Linked DNA regions of Rattus norvegicus: region 2 is linked to region 1. Evidence: chromatin contacts called from public Hi-C data. All regions are on one chromosome and are shown on one strand. Each heading gives the region's core, a stretch centred on a gene start, on an enhancer-like site or on the middle of the called end of the contact. The rest is flanking DNA. Distances are from core to core; before and after follow the strand shown.

Region 1 (6,306 bases), core at 2,019-4,518:
ATATTCCCCATTATTCTCATCTCCACCATAATTTTTTCCTCTTGTTCTGATTTACTTTCTTCTGGATTAGGTCTTGTTATCCAGGCTGAGCTGGTATGTAACTCAAATCTTCCTGCCTCAGCCTCCAGAACACTGGAATTCTAGGCACTGTGTCACTACCGCCATGTCCAGCTTAACCATGTTATCGCCATGTTAAACTTTTAACAGAATTTTCTCCTCTGAAGCAACAATGCTATTGACTAATTTTTGTTCCACATTTCTACTTACAAGATTTTGTGGTACAGTCTACAAAATAAAAAAATCCATTTGTAAATATTTTTTATTCGATAAATATTTACCACTATATGACAGTACTATTTGAGACAATGTGCTATATGCAGAAAAATAAATCAAACTCATCTTTATACCAGGAAGAAGAAAAAACATTAAGTAGGGGAGAGGTAGTATTAAAATTAAAAAAACAAAACGACAACAAAAAAAAAAAAACCCTCAACTAGGAGTTCAACTTAGCACCTCCAGAACCCAATGGAATTTCAATTGGCTTGGTCTTGTACAGGTAATCATGGGCACTCTGAGTTTGAGTTTATCAGTCTCAAAACTCCAAAATACTTTCAAAGCAGTCCTCCCAACCTCTGGCAGATGATGGGCTGCAATGAGAAGATAAGTCTGTTTTCTTCAAGTTGTGGCCCCTGGTAGGTTGTCCATGCTCCAATGGATGACCCTATACACAGATGACCCACAACCTACATACAAGCAGCAGTGATTGGGCTCAGAGGATTAAAAAGAAAACATGAAATTGACAGAGGTATATGGTGAGGGTGACCTGGAAGGAATTGGAGGGATGGATGTAATCAAAATGCATTGTACACATGTATGAAATTCTCAAAAAATAAGAAATAAACATACATACATACACACACACACACACACACACACACACACACACACACACACACACACACACATATATGATAGACAAAAGACCAAACCATAAGGCTGTTTGGAGTAAAAGCACTGCTGGCCAAGGGAGGAAAAAAATTCTAGAAGCAAGTCTGCTTGATGGAATTCTAAGGAGGGAAGCTATGCCAAAGTACTCACAAGATAAAGGAGACTGGGACTTCTAATATCCAAAGAAATCCTTCAAGATCACTATAAGGGTTTTTGCTTTACTACACAGCTGTCATCTAAACAAAGCATGCCATCTCTAAACCTTCACTTCCTAATAAAACATCATCATGTCTTTCTGGATATTTCCTTTTTTCTCTTTGCCTTCCCTTATCTAGGAGGTATCAGTAAGGATTCTTTTCACAGGAGTGACAAGGAGGGGCCATTAATCCTGCTTTCTTTTCTACTAAAAACATATGCCACACATTGCCTCCAAGCATGGCAGCAAAACACTTTAACCTCAGAACTTAGGAGGATATCTAAGAATTTAAGGTTAGCCTGGGCTACACAATGAGTTCCAAACCATCTACATCTACACAGTATATATTTTTGATTCCTCAAAAACAGTTCTACAAGTTAACAAAATGCAAGTGGTATACACAATAGCCATTTTATATTTAATTGAGAGGTATTTTGCTCATCTCTCCCCCAGACTAAAATTAAACTGATGGCACATTATTAAAACACTGTAAATCTAGACAGATACAATATTCTGGAAACATAACATACAAAAGAAGCATTTAATTCCAATGTAGAAATTATTTTCCAATTCTCAAAATAGAAGAGTAAATGTTAACTAAAATGACTGTCACAGTAAACATATAAATAAAACAAGATTCTCATTTACAATTGTTCCGAACTCTTCAAACTAGATCCAAAGATGTATTATTTTCAAAAGTATTTTAGAAATAATTATTGAAAAGCATCCCCCCCCTTCACAAGGAAAGATCGAACAGCCTACTCAGCCTATTAGCAGATTTCACCCCTGCACTAAGATTGGTAAAGTTCTAACTGAAAGCTATATACAGAACAAAAACTACGTAAATTAAATTATCTTCTCATTTACTGCTCCCTTTTTGCAAAGCAAAATCCATTTACCCTATGTAGCCTAGAAGGTGTTAAGAAAGCTCTACACGAAGCTCTGGAAATTTACTTTGGAAAACAAGTAATCATCTGTGTTAACAGCTAACCTATCAACTTTTTCACTTAAAAATGTTAGAGTGTTTCCAATCTATACAATATACAATCCGGTGTGCTGAACTGTTGCTGGAGTCCAAGATTAATAACCAGTTACGGAAACTTTAAAGGCTTGGGAAACTACAAGTTTAGCTCAAAGTTAGTAACATGTTACAATTCACTATGTTCCTCTGAAACCTAAAGAAGTTAGGAATTAGACCACCCGGAAACCAAAACTTCCTATGAAACTTGGAAGGAAAAGTGCCATACTTGTTAGCCACCAAGCTGTCATCTCTTCAAAGGTTAACCCAGTTTACCGCTTTAAAAGACTTTGAATATCAGGACCTTAGTACCTCCTGCTCCGCACCACCTCGCCTAGCACTCCAAGGTACTGAGGAATGATCGGTGGAGACAGCAGGCGCCGAGCTTCACTCTAGTTGAAGCGGGGAAGCCAGCAAGCCTTCTACACTGGCCCAGAAGCCCAAGCCAAGAGGCAGCACCCAGCCGCGCGTCCTGTCCCTCCACCTTCTAACACACCCGTCCACGCTGGGGACCCGGACTTGGGCGGCCAATGCAGAGCAAGTCAGACCCTCCCCGCTTACCTTGAGGACCGGGGTCAGGTACTCGGCCACTTCCAGAGCCTTTCCCTTCACCGTGTTGATCACATTCTGCATCCTGGGACCGGAGCAGCGATGGGGCACGGAGAGACTGTCGCAATCCGGGCCAGGGAGTCAAAAACTGCCCCGGACGTGCCCGACTGGCATCGAATCCCGCAGCGGCACCCGCCCGGCCGGGAGGGAGGGGCGGCGGCACGCGGAGGCCCGGCCCAGCTGTCACCTGGCCGCGACAGCAGAGGCCCAGCCGGCTGAGCGAGAGACGGGTGCGCGCGCAGCCCCCGGCCTTCTCGAAGCTGTCTTTCGTCCCCCAAGCTCCACTTGAACCCCTTCCGGCTTCCCCTTCCTCTTCTCACACTCTCCCAACAGCCCCGCCGCCTCCTAGGCCTCACGTGACTCGAATCTCCCGGGACACGTGACAGAAGTAGGCCCGTGGGGCGGGACCGGCCGCTCCTCGTTCAGGCCCGCCCCCCGGAAGCGCCGGAATGGGCGCGCCTGCGCAATGGGCGAGCAGGTCGCTTTTCCCTGGCACTCAGCTTTGTGATCCAGCCCTGCAAGGCAGCGGGAGAAGGGTATCTTCTCGCCTTTGTTCCCGGCTCATACTTTCCCCACCAATGGGCCTTCAAAATCTACTGCTGCTACTACGGAGCTAGGCAGTCACTATCTCAGCTCTATGATGTCCGTTCTTCCACTAGAACCTTCCCTGAGCGACTGAGGTAACCGCGCACCGCGCCCCCGCGGGCAGTGTTGCACGAGCGTGTTAGGGGCTAGGGAGCCGCCCGCTATTCCTATTGCGCATGTGTGGGAGGGTTTCCCTGACAGCGAGGGAAACCTGGCAGTGGTGGAGGAGTGCTGACCACTAGCCTTCTGTTCGCTTGCGCCCACCTGATCTCTAATTTGGGCCCGTGTCTACGGCCCTCGACGGCTCTATGTGCCCATCCTACTTGTGCGCTTTGGGCAAGTATTTACCCTGTCTGGAATTTCGTGTCCATCTGTCATGAAAAAATTGACCAGTTAGGCTCACTGGCCCAAGACGAGCCTGATGCTCCCATCCTGGCTCCGTAAAAGTCATTAGCTGTGTTTCAACTATTTGCACTGTGACTTTTTTTTTCTGTAAAAGAATCGTTCCCAGTAAGCTCTTTTTCAACTCCGAAGGAAGAGGTGCTATTAAGAGTACCCCAAAAAAGTCCATTCCAAAATTCGTTCCTTTCGGACCAAAGTTAATATGAATAAATTGCTTTTCTGCAGTCCCAGACGGTCAGTTACGCACTTCCTAACTTATATCCAATCTGGCCATCCCCTTTCTGTCTCGAGAATTGCCACTCCTATCAGATTTTGGCAGTATTGTTCGTTTCCCGTAAGTTCTCTCTGTTCTCCTCAGCCGTCTTCGTTCTGATGCAATTGTGGCCAGACATCTGCAGGTTTCCTTTTCTGTTATGCAGTCTAAAGTAGTTGCATTGTGCTTAATCCTTAGGTCTGCCGAAAGGGCTGCTTATGAGAGTGCTCTTTTTAAGACAATTTAAAAAAAGCAGTGGAATGGAAAGAAAATGCTTCAGGCGCCCCGGGTTAGGCCCACCGACTCTGTACACATTCCTGTTAGGTGTCATATTCATCACTCTAAGTTCAAGTCGCATCTTACTGGTCAAATACTCTGCCAACGAAGGTGAGTTAAGAAGTAATGTGTATGGGGTACTTGTAAGCATTTGTCTGGCGTTCTTATGAGTAAATTATACACGATACCTTTTAAAGTGCCATGCTTTAAAAGGTCAACGATAAAGTGTATTTAAAATTTAAACTTCAACCTTGTGTTCCTTGGCAAGATTTTTTGACCCTGAATGAAATTTGGATCATTCAAGTGCAAAATAAAGCAATGTGCCATAGCATCTGATTATACCTCACCCAACAAGTGTTTCCGGATCTCTGGCAAAATAGACGACTGTAGCCTATTTGGAAAAACAATATATTGGCTTAGTTTCTTGGCATTTGTGTGAGTCAGCATAATTTATCAATGGGACAGTAAAAAGTTTGGTATGTATGCTCAAACTTTTTTAAGGGTTTATGCAAACATTCAATTCCACAAAACTGCATTGGTGACTTCTTAACTATTGACAACTATAAAATCATGACATCGTGACCAAGTAGGTAGCCTACTTGGGCCCCTACCTGTGAATGTAAGTCTTAACTTCGGGTAATATTTATCTTACAGGCCTGGGCTCAGTTTAAATGGTGTGTTCGTTTCTTCCCTCGTTGCTCTGACAAAATTACCTGCCCAAAGCAGGTTAAAGGGAAAGGTTTCTCTGGGCTGGATGTCTGAGAGTAGGGCTCACCATGGCAAGGAGGGCGTGGCAGTGGAAGCTTGTAGCAGTTATTCACATGTCACCCACAGGTATCCAGAAGAGATAGAATAGGCTCGGGGCCAGAGAGATAGCCCAGAAAAGCAAAGAACACTGGCTGGTTCCGTTCCCAGCAAATCTCCTAAACACTCTTCTTCTGCCACCTAGCTAGAAGTCTTCACCCATTCACATGATATTACAGGAAAACTCTTTTTAAAAAAACGTTATCGTCTCATATCTTAGTTATCATAGTCTTAAGATCCCACCCTATGAAATGCTGTTGCCTGTGGGTCTTCCCACCTCAAGATAAATTTACATAGTCCCTTACAGGCATGCTCAGAGGCTAATCCAATTGAGATAATTCCTCACAGGTATGACCAGAGGCCTAGTTTCTTAAGGGAGTCTAGATCCTTGGTAATATTAACCATCACAGTCATAGAGTTCAAAGTGCATAAGATACAGACCATGTCATTAAGAACTCAGTTTATTAGAAGAGATAAACATGTGTAATAGAAGTCTATTATAAGAAATGCAATAAAAAGACTATGTCCAAGATGCAGAGATAGCCTATGAAAAAGTATTGTGTATGTCTGGGAAAGGACGGCGGGCAGTGCATAGAAAGCAGGGCCACTTCTCATTAGATGCCAGTTGTTTCCCAGAAGACCAGGGATATGGGGTATTGAAATAGAAGACAGCAACCTATAAAAAGGAACAGAGGCAAAACAGCAAACAGCTGGGGCAGATTATATAAAGATTTATTATGTGATGGTGACCCACACCTTTAATTCCAGCACTTGGGAGGCAGAGACAGGCAGATCTCTGTGAGTTCAAGGCCACCACCCTGGTCTAGATCATTTCAGGACTGCAAGGCTACACACACACACAGAGAAACCCTGTCTTGAAAAAAAAAAAAAATCAAACAAATGGGAGAGAGAGAGGGAGGGAGGGAGGGGGAGAGAGAGAGAGAGAGAGAGAGAGAGAGAATATTGTTGACAAAACACTTAAAAGTGTTGTGTCACAAAGGGGGTTTGACTAAAGAGAGAAGCAACACATAGTTAAAGGCTATGCCAAGCTGTGGTGTTCTGTCTAGAGTGTGGGCAAATAAATATCTGAAGGATTATAACTGCTTGCCAGTAGAAGACTGAAAGAAAGCCAGTTAGATAGATTATTGAAAGTCAAGCCACATGATAAAGACTAATCAACGCTGCTATCAGAATATAGACGATAGAGTCAAGAAT
Region 2 (6,332 bases), core at 1,943-4,442, 290 kb after region 1:
CCTTGATACTCGAATCAACTCCTTTTCTAGAAAGCATTCAATAATGTTTTTGAGACATTCAATAAAATTTTGAGATAGGCTCTATATAGTCCAGGCTGACCTCAAATTTCGTAGGTAGTTTAAAATGGTCTTTAACTTCTGGTCCTCCTCACTCCACCTCCCAAATGCTACCATTCCACATACCAGCACCATGCTTAGTGCTTAACAAGTACATTGTGATTACTATTGTAAAGAAGGGGAAAGTGAAGGTAAGGAAGGACCGCTTGTAAAAACAATCACTGAGTACTAGTCCATTACCTCCCCCAGTATCCAAAAGCAAGTTTTCCCAGGTTCTCTATTCTTACTTCTATCCAGGCATTCAAAGTATGGTGTGTCTAAACAAGGATAAGAGTTGATCTGTGTGGGTTATGTACTCGAAGACTCTCTGACATCCACGATTCTCTTTACCTGTCTCAGCCTTACAATGCTTACCTTCTTCTTCTTCTTGGATTAGATGGAATCCCTAAACTTGATACCTACTGGATTTACAGAGCTCAAGATCATTCAGAACCAAACAGCCATTCATTTCAGAGACAGACTACAATGGAAAAAAAAACTGTGATGATCTGTAAGAATGGCAAAAATCTCTTCACTGATCTACCAATCTTCTTCCTGTCCTCAGCTAAGCTCAGCAGAGTATTGTCACAGCATTTCAGTCACTTGAATTTTAGTGAAAAATCTTAGCTCTAAATCTGGGTGTGGTAGTGCGTCACTCAAAAAGCTGAGACAGAATGATCATGAATTTGAGGCCAGTCTAACCTATGTAATAGACTCTGCCTCAAAAGCAAACCAAACCAAACGAACAAACGTCTCTAAGGATTATATGCAAAACATGTAGTACCTGTCTACATCATACTAAATTTTTTTCATGTGTTAACTCTCTGGTGAACTAATTCTTCAGTTCTCAAAACCAAAGCCACTTTTTTTCTGAAGGATGACCACAAACGGTTCAACTAGTAAAGAAAACAAGACGTTTATAACATCTGGAAGGAAGCATTCCAGACAAGCAAATGCAGCAACACAGGGGCACATGTGCTCCTTACATTCGTGGGAGAACTTTGACTGTTCTTTGAGACTAGAAGGTACTGCAGGTTTTCACTCTTACTGTAACGGGATCATGTGTGCTGTTACGTCAGGGAGATACCTAAAGGAGCAACAGGCAATGTTACACAACAAGATTTCGGAAGCTATAGCAATTATCTAGGTGAGAGAAGTGGGACTGGGAACACGATGTTAATGTTACGGTCCGAGAATCGCCAAAGGATGATACCCCAGACTCAAATATTATGCAACCGCAAAGAGTGTTTATTCAGCAAAATTCGGCATACAAGGGCCTCCCCATTTAGGAATGGAGACCCCAGTGTGTACTCTGCAGGGTCAATTTAAAGCCCTGTTAGAGTGGGAGTGTCTTTTATCTTTCTTTTTTTTTTCTCGATTAGTTGGCTCTCTCTCCAGGAATATGAGTCCTTTGTGATTGGTTAGGGCTCTAGGGACTTTCCAGGGTGGTAAGACATCCTTGGATTGCCTGTCTGCACTGTGGTTGGCTGACCATGGGTTCCTGAATCTGGGTTCTCATTTCTGGGAAACAGAAACAGGCCTAGTCTCCCCAACTGCCAGTTTACAGCCTGTCATGGAGTCATCCCAGCTCTGGCTAACTCAGTCTCCTCACTAATAGTGGATATGCTAAAGTCTCAAATGTAGGGTGTGTTGACGATTTAAATAAGCGAGACGGCTAGCGGGTAACTGTAGGGTACAAGGAAAGAAATCAAGATTTTTTTTCCCCTCAAGAAAGTCTGTAAAGTTTGACTGGATCAATCGAAAGGGTACAGTTGTTATTTACTGTGATGCGAATGAATGCAAAAACAACAGAACGGCGGGGGTGGGGGGACATTAAGAACTCCATTTTGGACATTGTTATATTGCGCATACATATGTCTTTCTAATTTATACTGTGTTTCCTCACTAGGACTAAATTCTCTTCTCATTCTTAGCCCAGACAAACCTCTGATGTAAGAAACTAGACTCTGACTCCTAATATCTCCTTCCTATGGACAAAACACCAGGAACCAAGATGATGCCAATCAGGTTTAGAGTTATTCCTGGAACCCTACAAGATCCCAACAGATGTGATCTTCTCCAATACTGATTTTGGCTTGATGTTCCTGAATTTTCACAATTATCTGTGCTCTTTATAACTCCTGTGGCAATTCTAATGGGGTTAGCTCTCTTAAGCCCCTCCTTCTTCTAGTTTTCTATCCTCTCCCTAGCAGGTCTGCTATAAGTGTCTAATCTTAGATCTTCTGCCTACACTAGAGATTAGGGAAGAGTTTGATCACTAGAGCCTGCGGAAAATACAGTATATGTTGACTCTAAGGTTTATGTGCCTGGTATATGCAGATGCTTTAAAAAAAATAATGGAGTGACAGAGCGCAGAATGATTAAATGTTTGCGGTGGCTTGAATGACAATGGCCCCCCATGTGTTTGTATGTTTGAATACTTGCTCCCCAGTTTGGGGAACTGTTTGGAAAGGATTGGAAGGTAGGGCCTTGTAGGCTTAGAAGGTGTGGCTGTGTTGGGTGGGTGGTGTGTATTTTGAGGCTTCAAGGGCCTCCTGCTGTTCCCAATTCTGTTTCTGGTTTATGGATCTTTGTCCGTTCTCAACTGCAGCTCCAATGCTGTGCCTGCCAGAGAGATACAGTCCCTTCTCTGAAAACAAGTTGCTATTCCAACCACATTTCTCACCTGCTCATTTAATTTTTGCAAACATGTTTTTCTCAGTTATGTGAACTTATGATAAATGTCAATCAGCAATAAAACGACCGGAAACAGAAGACAAAACGGGGGTTGGAATCCACTAGAGTTTGTCACTATGGCTCCTTCCCTTGAGACTCAAAGATCACAGGACAAGGTAGGTTTTCCGAATCCGGAAACCGCTGAAGACCAGAACACACCAATCTGATACATAGTTGGTAAGGACAAGGTGTTAAAAAAAAAAAGTCAATGGGTTTTCCCCTTTCTATCAGAGGTGATGAGAAGCTTGAACAGGCAAGAAGGCCCTAGAAAACTACAATTCCCAGCAGGCGCCGCGGCAGTGAGATTTCTCTCTTGTGCTGTCCAGGTCCTACGAATAAAATCCAGTCGCGAGGATTCTGGGAGAAAAAAAAATGGCGGCTACTAGGTTATGGCATAGAACGGGAAGGCTCCTTGAGATAGCGTCGGCATTTGGGCCTTGGCCCGGGGTTTACAGCACGTCCCCTGCCTTCGCTGAAGTACTAAGGATGCCACAGAAACAGCTAAGGAAAGTAGTGTACCCGCTGCGGGAACTGGAGCAGCACCTCGTCACGGACTCTAGGCCTGGCCTCATCGAACAGAGACTCTTCGACCCGAGCCTGGAGGACATCGGGAGGGCGGAGAGCGTCTTCGCCGCCACGGTCCGGAACCGCATTGAGTACCTCAGCTCCGCCGTCCGCCTAGACCACGCCCCGAGTTTGCGGCAGCCGGAGGTGAGATTGACCGGCTTGTCTACTGTAGGTGCGAGAGCTTGAGTTCGCTTGCGCTCTTTTCCCGTCACCAGAAAGCTTTTCAAAAGCAAAAGAAAGCACTCAGTGTGGATGCACCGCGTGTGTGCGGTGCCGGTGGAGGACCGCAGTGAGCCCCAATGTGGGTACTGGGAATCGAACTCCGGTGTTCTGGAAGACCAGCCCGTGCTTTTTTATTTTTATTTTGGTTTATGTGTGTTTTGCGTGCATGTATGTCTGTGCACCACATGGCTTGCCTGTTGCCCTCAGAAGACAGAAAAGGACATCAGAGCCCGTTGGAACAACTGTTTCAGGCAGTTGTGAGCAGCCATGTAGACTGGGACTCCAATCCTATAGTAGCAAGTGCACCTAACCACTGGGCCATCTCTCCAACCCTGAAAATACATTTAATAAATAAACCACTATTCAGTTTTGAGAATACTAAGTACTCCATTCTCCTTTCCTCCTTCTCATACTAGGTGTGTTTCATAGGCCGAAGCAATGTTGGAAAATCCTCTTTGATAAAGGCCTTATTTTCCATGGCCCCTGATGTAGAAGTCAGGATCTCAAAAAAACCGGTATGCTGGGTATCTCTTGAATTTATAAAATGAGACCTAAGTATTGGCAGGTGCAAGAGATCATAATTGCTAAATTCCTAGAGAAAAGATTTTTTTTAAGCATGTAATTATTAGTGCCTGTATATTTTCTGCAAAAAGTATGGACAGCTGAATTGACTTTAGTAGTCTTGCCAGTAGCTAAAGGAAAGCATCCTTTGTCTAAAATTTTCCTTAGTTGCCAAGTTAAGTATTTTATTGCTTTAAGTATTTTCTGATGCCTTCTATAATGAGGGTGTAGTTCTACATTGGTTATGGGGTAAAAAGGGTTTAAGTTGCTTTTTCCTCCGTAATCTTGTATATTTTCTCCATTCATGCACTCATACATTCTTGTATATATTCCAGATGTGTGCATTCTTTTACCCAGGGCCATGCTGTGCCTTTCTTCACAGATAACTCTGCTTGACTGGGCTTCTGCTATTTTCTCCTTCCTTCTACTTCCTTTTCAATGATGCAGTCAACTGGTATCTAAAAGAACCTTTTCTCAAAACTCACCCCTGGCCCTACCATAGTGTCTGTCTGAGGAAACACTTCCACGAGCTGTGATGCTCACTGCCTACCCCCCACCCCCCCGGGGAAAGTTTAAGCCCTTTCACAAAGCTAGCTTTTTGCTCCCCACCGCATGTAGTGGGATGTCTGGCTTCATCACTAAGGATTCCATTCTTCACCCCTGTTCTTCCTCAGCAGATAAGACAGCTAAACGGTGAATTCTAAATAGAATGAACTTCATTCTTATAGAAGAGAATGAGAGAGAAGGTGTATTCTTTTCATTTTCAAATACACAATTCCAAAACCACTTTCTAACAGACATTAAGCCAACCAAGAGCCTAATCATTTATAAAAAAGCCCTCTCCTTTGATCCAAGAGTTGACTTTAGTTTGTTCAACTTTCCTTTTCTGATTCCTAAGTGTGTCACAAATGCAGAAGCACAAGTAGCCATAGTTTATCTTTGCAAAACATCTTGGTTTATGGAAACACTAGTCTGCAGATGATGAATGTCAGGCTTTCAATCTGGGAGTTATAAGAGTCTGTATGATAGGACAAATGTTTTTTCAGCACGTTCCTCTGTATACATTGTTCATCAGAGAACTGGCTGATGGCAAGCATACAGCCTAAATCTGGATGGTCTTCAAAGACAGCAAAATAGAAATGATCCTAAAGTATTTTGTCTGTGTATTTCTAATATGAAATGTAAAGTTTTTAAGCCAAGCATATTTTGTAAAATTTGGAAAGATTTAATTATTGGCGGCCACTTCTCTCCACCTTACTTCTCTTTGTATTCACAGTAGTTCAGAGTATATACTTCAACTGTTAATAAGTATTTGTTGATTGAATACTTATGTTGATGAACATTTCTAGGCATGAAATAAAGGATATATTTTAAGCCAGCTTTTTTGTTTTCATTTATTTTATTAGGGGCACACAAAGAAAATGAATTTTTTCAAAGTTGGAAAACATTTTACCTTGGTGGACATGCCAGGGTATGGCTATAGAGCACCCGAAGACTTTGTTGACATGGTAGAGACTTATCTAAAAGAACGAAATAAGTAAGGAACTTTTTTCTTACAGTTGTTATACATTTAGCCCCAAAACACTTTTTAAAATCAAGGGGATTCTACAGATGACAGATACTTCAGACTTATCAAACACCTTACTTATTTAGCCCCAAAACACTTTTTAAAATCAAGGGGATTCTACAGATGACAGATACTTCAGACTTATCAAACACCTTACTTGTAGGTGTACTTTATCCTTCTGTAACTCTACAATATTGCGAACCAGGGTATACACTGCCTGTTTAGCGTCTGCCTAGCTCAGGGAAGTCTTAACTTCATTTATTTTATCAAGCTGAAACTATCAAGAGTATTCTACAGCTAGTTCATCCGTTTCAAACAAAACAAAACAAAAACAACAAAACAAGCTCTTAGCAGGCTAATTTTGAAAATGAAAATTGTTAGCTAATCGATTTAAATAAAATTCAGTAAACTCTGTCCACTAAGTCATCATAGACTCTGAAAATGTTATATATATTCTTTGGTCTCCATACATAATCAAGCAGTAATGTTTCAAGAGTCACACAATCTCGAGGAAAATAATGTTAGGCTTCTGAAGTGTAAAAAAGTAATCATAAAAAAAGGACTAGGGATGTAGTTCAGTAAT

The links. Hi-C and Micro-C count contacts between places; a contact is called where the count stands out from the background.
Region 2: a Hi-C map of liver shows a contact between it and region 1, with 2.8 times the contacts expected there. The contact joins the promoter of Gtpbp8 here to the promoter of Slc35a5 in region 1. A contact is called at or near these places in 1 of 12 Hi-C or Micro-C datasets (liver) and 1 of 1 datasets of contacts at active chromatin or transcription factors (oligodendrocytes).

Annotation. Positions count from the first base shown.
Region 1 is chr11:69,156,167-69,162,472 of GRCr8, forward strand. Slc35a5 (solute carrier family 35, member A5) reads left to right here and starts at 3,269. Exons shown (of 7, transcript NM_001191927.1): 1 at 3,269-3,451; 2 at 4,210-4,398. The coding sequence starts at 4,230. It overlaps Atg3 (autophagy related 3), which reads right to left and starts at 3,114. Exons shown (of 11, transcript NM_134394.3): 1 at 2,724-3,114. The coding sequence starts at 2,795.
Region 2 is chr11:69,448,609-69,454,940 of GRCr8, forward strand. Gtpbp8 (GTP-binding protein 8 (putative)) reads left to right here and starts at 3,193. Exons shown (of 6, transcript NM_001025015.1): 1 at 3,193-3,543; 2 at 4,038-4,136; 3 at 5,589-5,719. The coding sequence starts at 3,205.